Linked DNA regions of Mus musculus: region 1 is linked to region 2. A link is a contact called in public HiChIP or PLAC-seq data. All regions are on one chromosome and are shown on one strand. Each heading gives the region's core, a stretch centred on a gene start, on an enhancer-like site or on the middle of the called end of the contact. The rest is flanking DNA. Distances are from core to core; before and after follow the strand shown. Region 1 holds the start of Zfp39 (zinc finger protein 39). Region 2 holds the start of Sh3bp5l (SH3 binding domain protein 5 like).

What was found. HiChIP or PLAC-seq counts read pairs in DNA pulled down with a chosen protein or histone mark.
Region 1: an H3K27ac HiChIP or PLAC-seq map of epiblast stem cells shows a contact between it and region 2, with 5 times the contacts expected there. The contact joins the promoter of Zfp39 here to the promoter of Sh3bp5l in region 2. A contact is called at or near these places in 7 of 39 promoter capture datasets (the C10 cell line, cranial neural crest, embryonic stem cells and 3 more), 4 of 484 Hi-C or Micro-C datasets (cortical neurons, embryonic stem cells, pre-B cells and 1 more), 11 of 115 datasets of contacts at active chromatin or transcription factors (acute myeloid leukemia, astrocytes, cardiomyocytes and 6 more) and 2 of 9 other capture datasets (liver and macrophages).

The regions. Positions count from the first base shown.
Region 1 is chr11:58,901,962-58,905,670 of GRCm38.p6, reverse strand. Zfp39 (zinc finger protein 39) reads left to right here and starts at 1,446. Exons shown (of 5, transcript NM_011758.2): 1 at 1,446-1,556; 2 at 2,764-2,928. The coding sequence starts at 1,554. Gm12257 (a long non-coding RNA gene) reads right to left here and starts at 1,325. Exons shown (of 4, transcript XR_879896.2): 1 at 1,156-1,325; 2 at 176-382.
Region 2 is chr11:58,328,889-58,332,502 of GRCm38.p6, reverse strand. Sh3bp5l (SH3 binding domain protein 5 like) reads right to left here and starts at 1,796. Exons shown (of 7, transcript NM_024480.5): 1 at 1,711-1,796; 2 at 640-1,249. The coding sequence starts at 822. It also overlaps a transcript of Zfp672 not described here.

The sequences.
Region 1 (3,709 bases), core at 197-2,696, 570 kb before region 2:
GTAGCTCTCAGGAGGAGGGGGCAGGTGAAGAGAGCCAGCCGTAGCCTCAAAGACCGTGGCTGGGGGTGTGGGGGGGTACCTCTGCCTCCAAGAGTACCAGAGGGGCGCCAAATAACTCAATAGCCACTTCCGCAGACTCAGGGAAGTGTTTGAACTGACCGAATGGGAAATTTACCTAATGCCGCTGGTGGATGGGGCCTGGGGGGCTGAGAGGGGAGGCGCTGAGCTATCCGTGAGTCAGAACGCCAGTCTGCTGCAGATGGACTGGAGGTGAAGGATGGGTCCCAATATGGCTCAGACCCCAAGGGGGTGCACAGACAGGAGGAGGAGCCTCTTCAGGTCAGGACACCATAAATGTTACAGTTCCGAGGGGAAAAGTGTCCTGGCAGATGGGAGCCAAAGAACAGCACAAAGTCACACCACACAACAAACCTCACAACAAGAGATTTATTCGGACAAAACACAAGTAGGTAGCTGCCTCTGCTCTGGAAAGAAGTAGCAAGGAGCAACGGAGCTGGAGGTGGACTTTTTAAGGGGTTTCTTGGGGAAGGGGGCGGGCACAGAGCTTTCCAGGATGAGGATTGGTGGGATTTGAAGTCCGGATCTTGGGGCAAGCTCAGGGGTTGGTGAGATTTGAAGTTCTGAGCTTAAGGGTTTTTTTTTTTTTTCTTATGGGGCGGAGCTTAACCTGCAGTTTTGGCCTATAGAACGTTTTGTAGGTGGAGCCTAGTGGTTGGAGGGCCTCAGGGGCAGGGCCTGGCCACTGGGTGCTCTTTGAGGGGCTTATATTTCCTATTAATACAGTCAGATTAATTTTTCAATGTGAATTCCAGGAAAATTTAAATGACAATGTGTGTCACATTTTATTTGTACTTGACATTCTCGTTAACAGATAGTTTCTATTTGATTTCTGTCAGCTTCTCTATTCAAAAGTTCTGGGGCCAAAGATCAAAGACAAAACACACACACACACACACACACACACACACACACATACATACACAAGAAAACGTTATTTGAAATTTAAAAATAATTGTCATCGTTTTCTTTACATTTGTGAATAATATATTCCTATGTACAGTTCATAATTCACATGACATAATTCACATAATGAACTAAATGCTAATCTCGTCATCCACCTGGAGTGAGCTTTACCTTCGGACAAGGGGAGCATAGCGGTCAACTCATGTAATCTCAGCGCTTTGGAGCCCAGGCAGAGGGACTGCCATGAGTTCGAGGCCAGCGTGGGTTTGTCTTGAAAAACAAAATACAAAACAAAACTGAAAATATTTCGCAGCAGCCACTTTTTGGGGTAGTCTGCCTTTCTCAAGTCATCGATTGGTGCTATCTGTGGCCAATCAAGGCACGATGATGGGGCGGGGACTGAGGGGCGGTCCAATCAGGAGCGCAGCCCGGGCACAGGGGCGGGCCTTGGCGGGTTCGCTAGTTCGCGGGGGCTTTGTCTCGCGCCATCTTTACATTTGATCGGTCAGTTGAGCTGGGGTGTCCGGGTGCCTCAGGCCAGTCAGCTGCCGGAGGCGGACGGGGGCGCCATGGTGAGTGCTGCCCGCAGGAACCGGCAGGGTTCCGGTTTCCTCCGCTTTGCCCTGTGCAGGCGGTTCGGCTCTGCGAGGCCTATGCAGGGCTGAGCCCACAGGCTGTCTCCCTAGGTCTTGACGTGGCTGAGCCGCCACACTCCCTGACTCTGCAGGGACACTTGTCCTCAGCCGCACTCTTCTCTTGGTCCAGACTCCGGTGCCACAGCTGCTGTGTCCGGTGTCTCACTGTCAAGCAGTGACAGCCCTGGATGCTGGAGCAGCCTGAGGTGTGGCGTGAGCCTGGGCTGGGGCATCTCCTGGCCTCCGCATTATCAGCAAGGCTCTTACTGTACTGGCTTGTGTGGAGAGTGTAGTGAGAGAGCACGTGCAGCGTCTCTCTCTTCCACACTGGATTCACGTCCTTTGCCGTAATGATGTATCTGCTCCCTATGGCTCTGGAGACACCTATTTGTGAAGTGTATGTACTTGGTAACCAACTGTCAGCTCGATGGGATTGACTGCTGCCTACATTAAAAACACACTCTTGGCTGTGTGAGGGCCGTTCCAAAGGTGACATTCCAATGACTCTGGCCTCATGAGTAGATTAACCCCTGCATTACTGGTGGGGCAGAGTTGTAGGAAGTTAGTCCTAAGTGTGGCTGTGGGTATCAAAAGAATCTGTGCCCTTCTTTACAATGGGGCACAGAAAAATTTCAAACTCCATTTAAAATCCCCATTTCCCCTAACATCGTAAAATCTCAAATAGAACTCAAAACAGTTAGTAGAACAAGTCAGAATTCCTGCCTCTTTGACTGGTCTGTAGCTATAATTTACATTATATACCACGGAATCTATAAGTTTCAAGTTGATACTCTTGGAAGTGTCTTTCTAATACTATGTCATGTGGAAGGAAGAAACTTAAGTTTTTATAAATACTGTAAATGGTATAGCAAAGCTTGTGTCAGTACTTGGTGTGTTGTGATATTGTCTAACAATTGTTTTGAAGCATTTTCCAGCATTTACTTTTATGACAGCAGAAAGTTTGAATTGTGTACTGGGGGCACTGCATTTGCCAAGAGCACAAGATGACAGTGACTCCTTTGCTGGAGACGAGAGTGGGGTGTTGTTCCTTTGAATTTTGCTTTAGTTCATGTGTGGTTGCAGTGTGTCCGGCACAGAGGTGGCTCTAAGTCACTCACATGGCATCTCCAACATTGCTTTATAGAGGAACTTGCAGCCTGACAGTGTGGAGAACTCCTTGAGTCAACTCCCCAGTCGATGTCTTGAAACTAGAAAGCGTAAGAGAAGCTACAAGAAGAGGCCAGTCACCTACAGTTACTGGAGACGGACCCAGCGGAATAGAGCAAGAAAACACAAGGCACCAGTAAAGGTAAATGGGGAACTAGAGAAGGTCATGTATGTGCGTGTTATCTTCCTTATTCCCTTGCCTTATCTAGAAACAGTGGTATGAAATTATAAGTATGCAATGTACTCTTTATTTAAACATGATTTAGTGTAACACACCATAGCAATCAACAATTGAAAATCCACAAGAGTGCCGTCCAGATGGATCAGTGGGTAAAGGACTCAGTCCTGACGACCTGAGTTAGATCTCCAGGACCCTTATGGTGAGAGGAAAGAACCAGGTCCCACAATTTGTCCTTAGACCTCTGTATGTGATGGAGAGATACAACATTGTGCTTGTAATTAATGTCACACTTGATTAAAATAATCAGCATTTCTATTTCCTGAGACTAGAAATAAGACATCTCCATCCTCACCGCCTCTGTTGTCACTGTCCTAGAGGTACTTTCCACAACCTTTGGCAGCAGCCTAGGCAGCACGACTAAGGGTCATGTAAATTGGAAGGAAGAGGGTCATAACCGCATGCGTTTGGAGATGAGCTGGCACTCCGTTCATTACAAATAGGACCCATGAAAAAGTTGAGCAAAATAACAGGGGTCAGAAATAAAATCAACTGTGTTTCTCTACACAAAGGAACAGTCCAGAAATGAAGCTGAACAATTCCAGTAGTTGATATCAAAAGCAGAATATTCAAAAATATTAAAAAAAAATCCAAATCTTAAGAAAGATGTTACGTCTTGATTGTGGAAGACTAGACTATATGGTTTGTTTTGGGGTTGTCAGATGTGGCCTCTTCAGATTCCCTC
Region 2 (3,614 bases), core at 547-3,046:
TCCTTGCAATATAAAAAGTTTCCTGCTGATCATGGTGGCACACACCTAATTTAATCCCAGGAGCAGGGAGGCAGAAGCAGGCAGATCTCGGAGTTCTAGGCCACCCTAGTCTACAAATCAAGTTCCAGGACAGCCAGGGCTACACAAGAGAATCCTGTCTCAAAGAGAGGGGGATGGGGAGGAGGGAAGGGAGTTGATTTCCTTACAGACTCAAACCTTACCGTGCCTTTCAAATACCTGAAAGGTCTCACAACTCAAAATGATTCTGAGAGACATATCTAAGAAGGTAAAAGGTGGGGGGGGGGGGGGGGAGATTTCCTCAGCCTCCAAACTGCCTCCCAGTCTCAGCCATCTCCTCTTGCCTCCAGGATATGTAAGATACCTGAGCTAGCAATCTTTTTGCTTATTCAGAAAGAAGAACAATGAGTGGTTCTATGCCCCAAGCACTCAGGCAGGGTCCCTGCTCTCCATCAGCACTTGTCACACTTGTCACACTGAACCGCCACGTTTTATGTACATGTCTGCTTCCCTTTCCCACCCCAGCCCACTGTGAGAGAGGAGTCTAAGGCCTCATTGATCCCACAGCTCTTCAGCAAGTCTGGCCTCTGGACTTCTGACCTCCTCCATCAGCCTTCTCACCTGTATCCTAGGATCCAGTTCCTCCTCCTCTCTAGGGGACAATTTGGTCTCACTGCTGTTGCTTCCACTTCCTCCAGGCTCCTCTGCGACCGGGCTCCTAGGGCCCTCATCCTCTACCACCTCTGACCGAAGTTCCCCCTGCGGAGTCTCCCGGCCCCCTGCAGCCTTTTTGAGATCAGCCATGCTGGCTGGAAGAGGGCAAAGCCCTATGCACAAGAGAGGGCTGGCATGCTGGGAGCAGGGCCCCAGTTTGAGGCTTCCTGGACTTTGGATGGAACAGAATAGGGCTTTCTCTTCTCAAAGGCCGAAGAGAAGCAGCACAGATGGGCCTCGCGTTCAGTTAGAGGCTGAGCTTCGAACTGCTGAGGAGGTCCTTATAACTAAAGCTTCGTCTGTGCAAAAGTTCTTCACACCTCACCACGGGGAGCCCACCAAGAGACCCCAGCGGCAACAGCTCCAACTCAAGGAGCAAAGGGGGCCTGGATCCTGGGCCGACGCCTGGGAAGAGGAGCACCATTCGGGAGGGTGGAGGCAAGCGCCTCCAGGCTGTGGTGGCAGATGGAGAGAAAGCTAAGTCCAAGCAGAGGGTGGGAGATGCGCCTCTGGGGAGCTGCAGGAGACACAAAGGTCAAGTTACATAGGATGTCAGCATCAGAACCTTGGCCAGCAGCCTCCTCCGCGTCCTGGGTCTCCCCAAGATACCACTGGTTTCCCAACACACACTCCCGAGATCCGACCAGTCCCCCACCTCAACTTCTTTCCTCCGGCCTCAAGGACTTTAGGTCCGACTCTGCTCGCGTCCCTGTTCCCTCCACAGTCCCTCCCCTTCCAAACTTCCCTCTGAGCCCCACCCTCTCTCCTCCACACCCTTTTTCTACCAAGCCCGTCCCCCTCGGTCCGGCTTTGCAATTCACCTTCTATCCCCCAACCTTGCCTCTCCAGCCCTGGGGGCCATCTGAGCCTCCAGGCTCCAAGCGCATACTCTTCCGCGGACCCAGCGTCTGAGTCCCAGCCATCCCATGTAACCAGGCGAAAAAAAAAATGCCCCTTCCCGGCTTTACCTCAGTTTACCTTGCTTTACGGGGAGCGTCTACGGAGCAAACAATCTTCCCCCTCCCTCCGCAACAAGACCGTCCAACCAAAAACGCCCTGGCAGAGAGGAAACGGAAATACGCCATCGCGTAAAAACGCTATTTTTTTTTTTCCTCTCTGACAAGTATTGCCCGATGTAAGCTCACGCTCGGCGTGCTAAACGTTCAGGGTCCGTACAAGATGGCGCTACTCTACATCCGACGTCGCCTTTCCTAGCTCCCAGTTCACCCGCCAACCAAGCCTAAATAAAATGAATGCATGAGTAAGAGTTGCTGAGGAAAACTACAGCAGGTGATGAAAATCGATAGTCCCTCCCAATTCGAGAAATGCTAGCAATAGTGTCGTACGCGGGAGCGGCCATCGTTGCTTTAGGAACAGAGGCGGGGCTAAGGACTGTCACTGCCTGGCGCGACCGGAGGTGATGCAACTTCCGGTTTCGGCTAGCTCCTATCTGGGTATTGCTAACAAAAACGAAGTCGTTTTTCAAAAGTGATTTTTTTTTTCCTTTTCTTTTCTTTTTTCTCGGTTCAGTGAATCCGGCGGACTCTAGGTCGAGACAGGTGGGTGAACCTCTCCCGACACCTGCAGCGGGCGCCATCTCTCCCGCTAAGTAGCCGGCCTCACGGGACGCCGGCTACCGCGTGAATGCAGAGGATCTCACTGTTAGCTCACTTTCCTAGAGTGGGAGGAGGAGGCTCGAACTTAGCCCAGTGAGCTCCCTGCTTCGTTCATGGGTGGTCTGGATACCAGTGCTATGTGTGGCTTGCAAGACGGACCGAAGCCATGGATGGGATGCAGGATGGATGCTTGCGTGGTACAAATGTCTGACGGCCTCGGGGCCCCAGGCTTTTTTTCTGGAGATGAAACACGTATCCGGGCCCAATTCTCTTCCCATTGGGTTCTGTTGAACATAGCCCGTGTTTAGTAAATCGGTAAAGAGTCTGTTTAGTCAAGAGCTGCCTTCCTATCTGTGAAGGAGTCTTTAGGTGTTTCTAGAGGCATGAGAATGGAGGAGGACGGGGTTCCACAGTCTGAAGTGAAAGGAATTCCAGAGCTGGTCCCTGTTAGGGTCCAGGAGTCGCCCCACAAACCACAGGAATATCAATCTCAGTCAGACAGGGATAGTGTATTGAATGCACACCCCACGGTCGGTAGACATAGCTTAGACTCTGGAACTGAATGCTACTATCATGAACTTCGTTTCAGGGTCAGTTTATATAGGCAGAAACCCATAATGAACTCACAAGCAATTGCGGGGAGGGCTTGTAGGGTTATTGGCCTTTTTCCAAGTTGTGTGTGTGTGTGTTTAAATAATTTAGACATAACAGTTCAAGTTGACTTCTATCTTGCTTAGCTCTGAGTGAAGTCTGCAATTGGGGAGTTTGCAAGAAGAACAGTCCTCAAAACATGGTAACAAACCTCTGAACATACCGGGATATATGGTCAACATGACCACGGTCTGAGCCAGACTATTCTCTGGGTCAGCAGTCAGTCTAATTTCAGTGGCAGCAGTATGAGATGGCACTCATACTGGCAGGCGAGAAGCAAAATGGCTACAGCTATGCCAGGGAGGCAGTGCCAGGGGAACAGGCTTCAACTGTCTATGCTGTAAGTCCAGTTTGTGTCTAGTTAGCAGTTACACTAAAAAGTATTCTGTGGCTTGTCAAAGAACGATAAGGAAGGCCGTGTAAACAGTGGTTCTCAACCTTCCTAGTCCTGCGACCCTTTAAAGTGCTGTCCCCCAACTGTAAAATTATTTTGTTTCTCCTCCATAACTGTAATTTTGCGACTGTTATGAATTATAATGTAAATATCTGATATTCAAGTATGGTATCAGGTATAATATGTGACCCTCCCCCAAAGAGGTCACAACCTACAGGTTA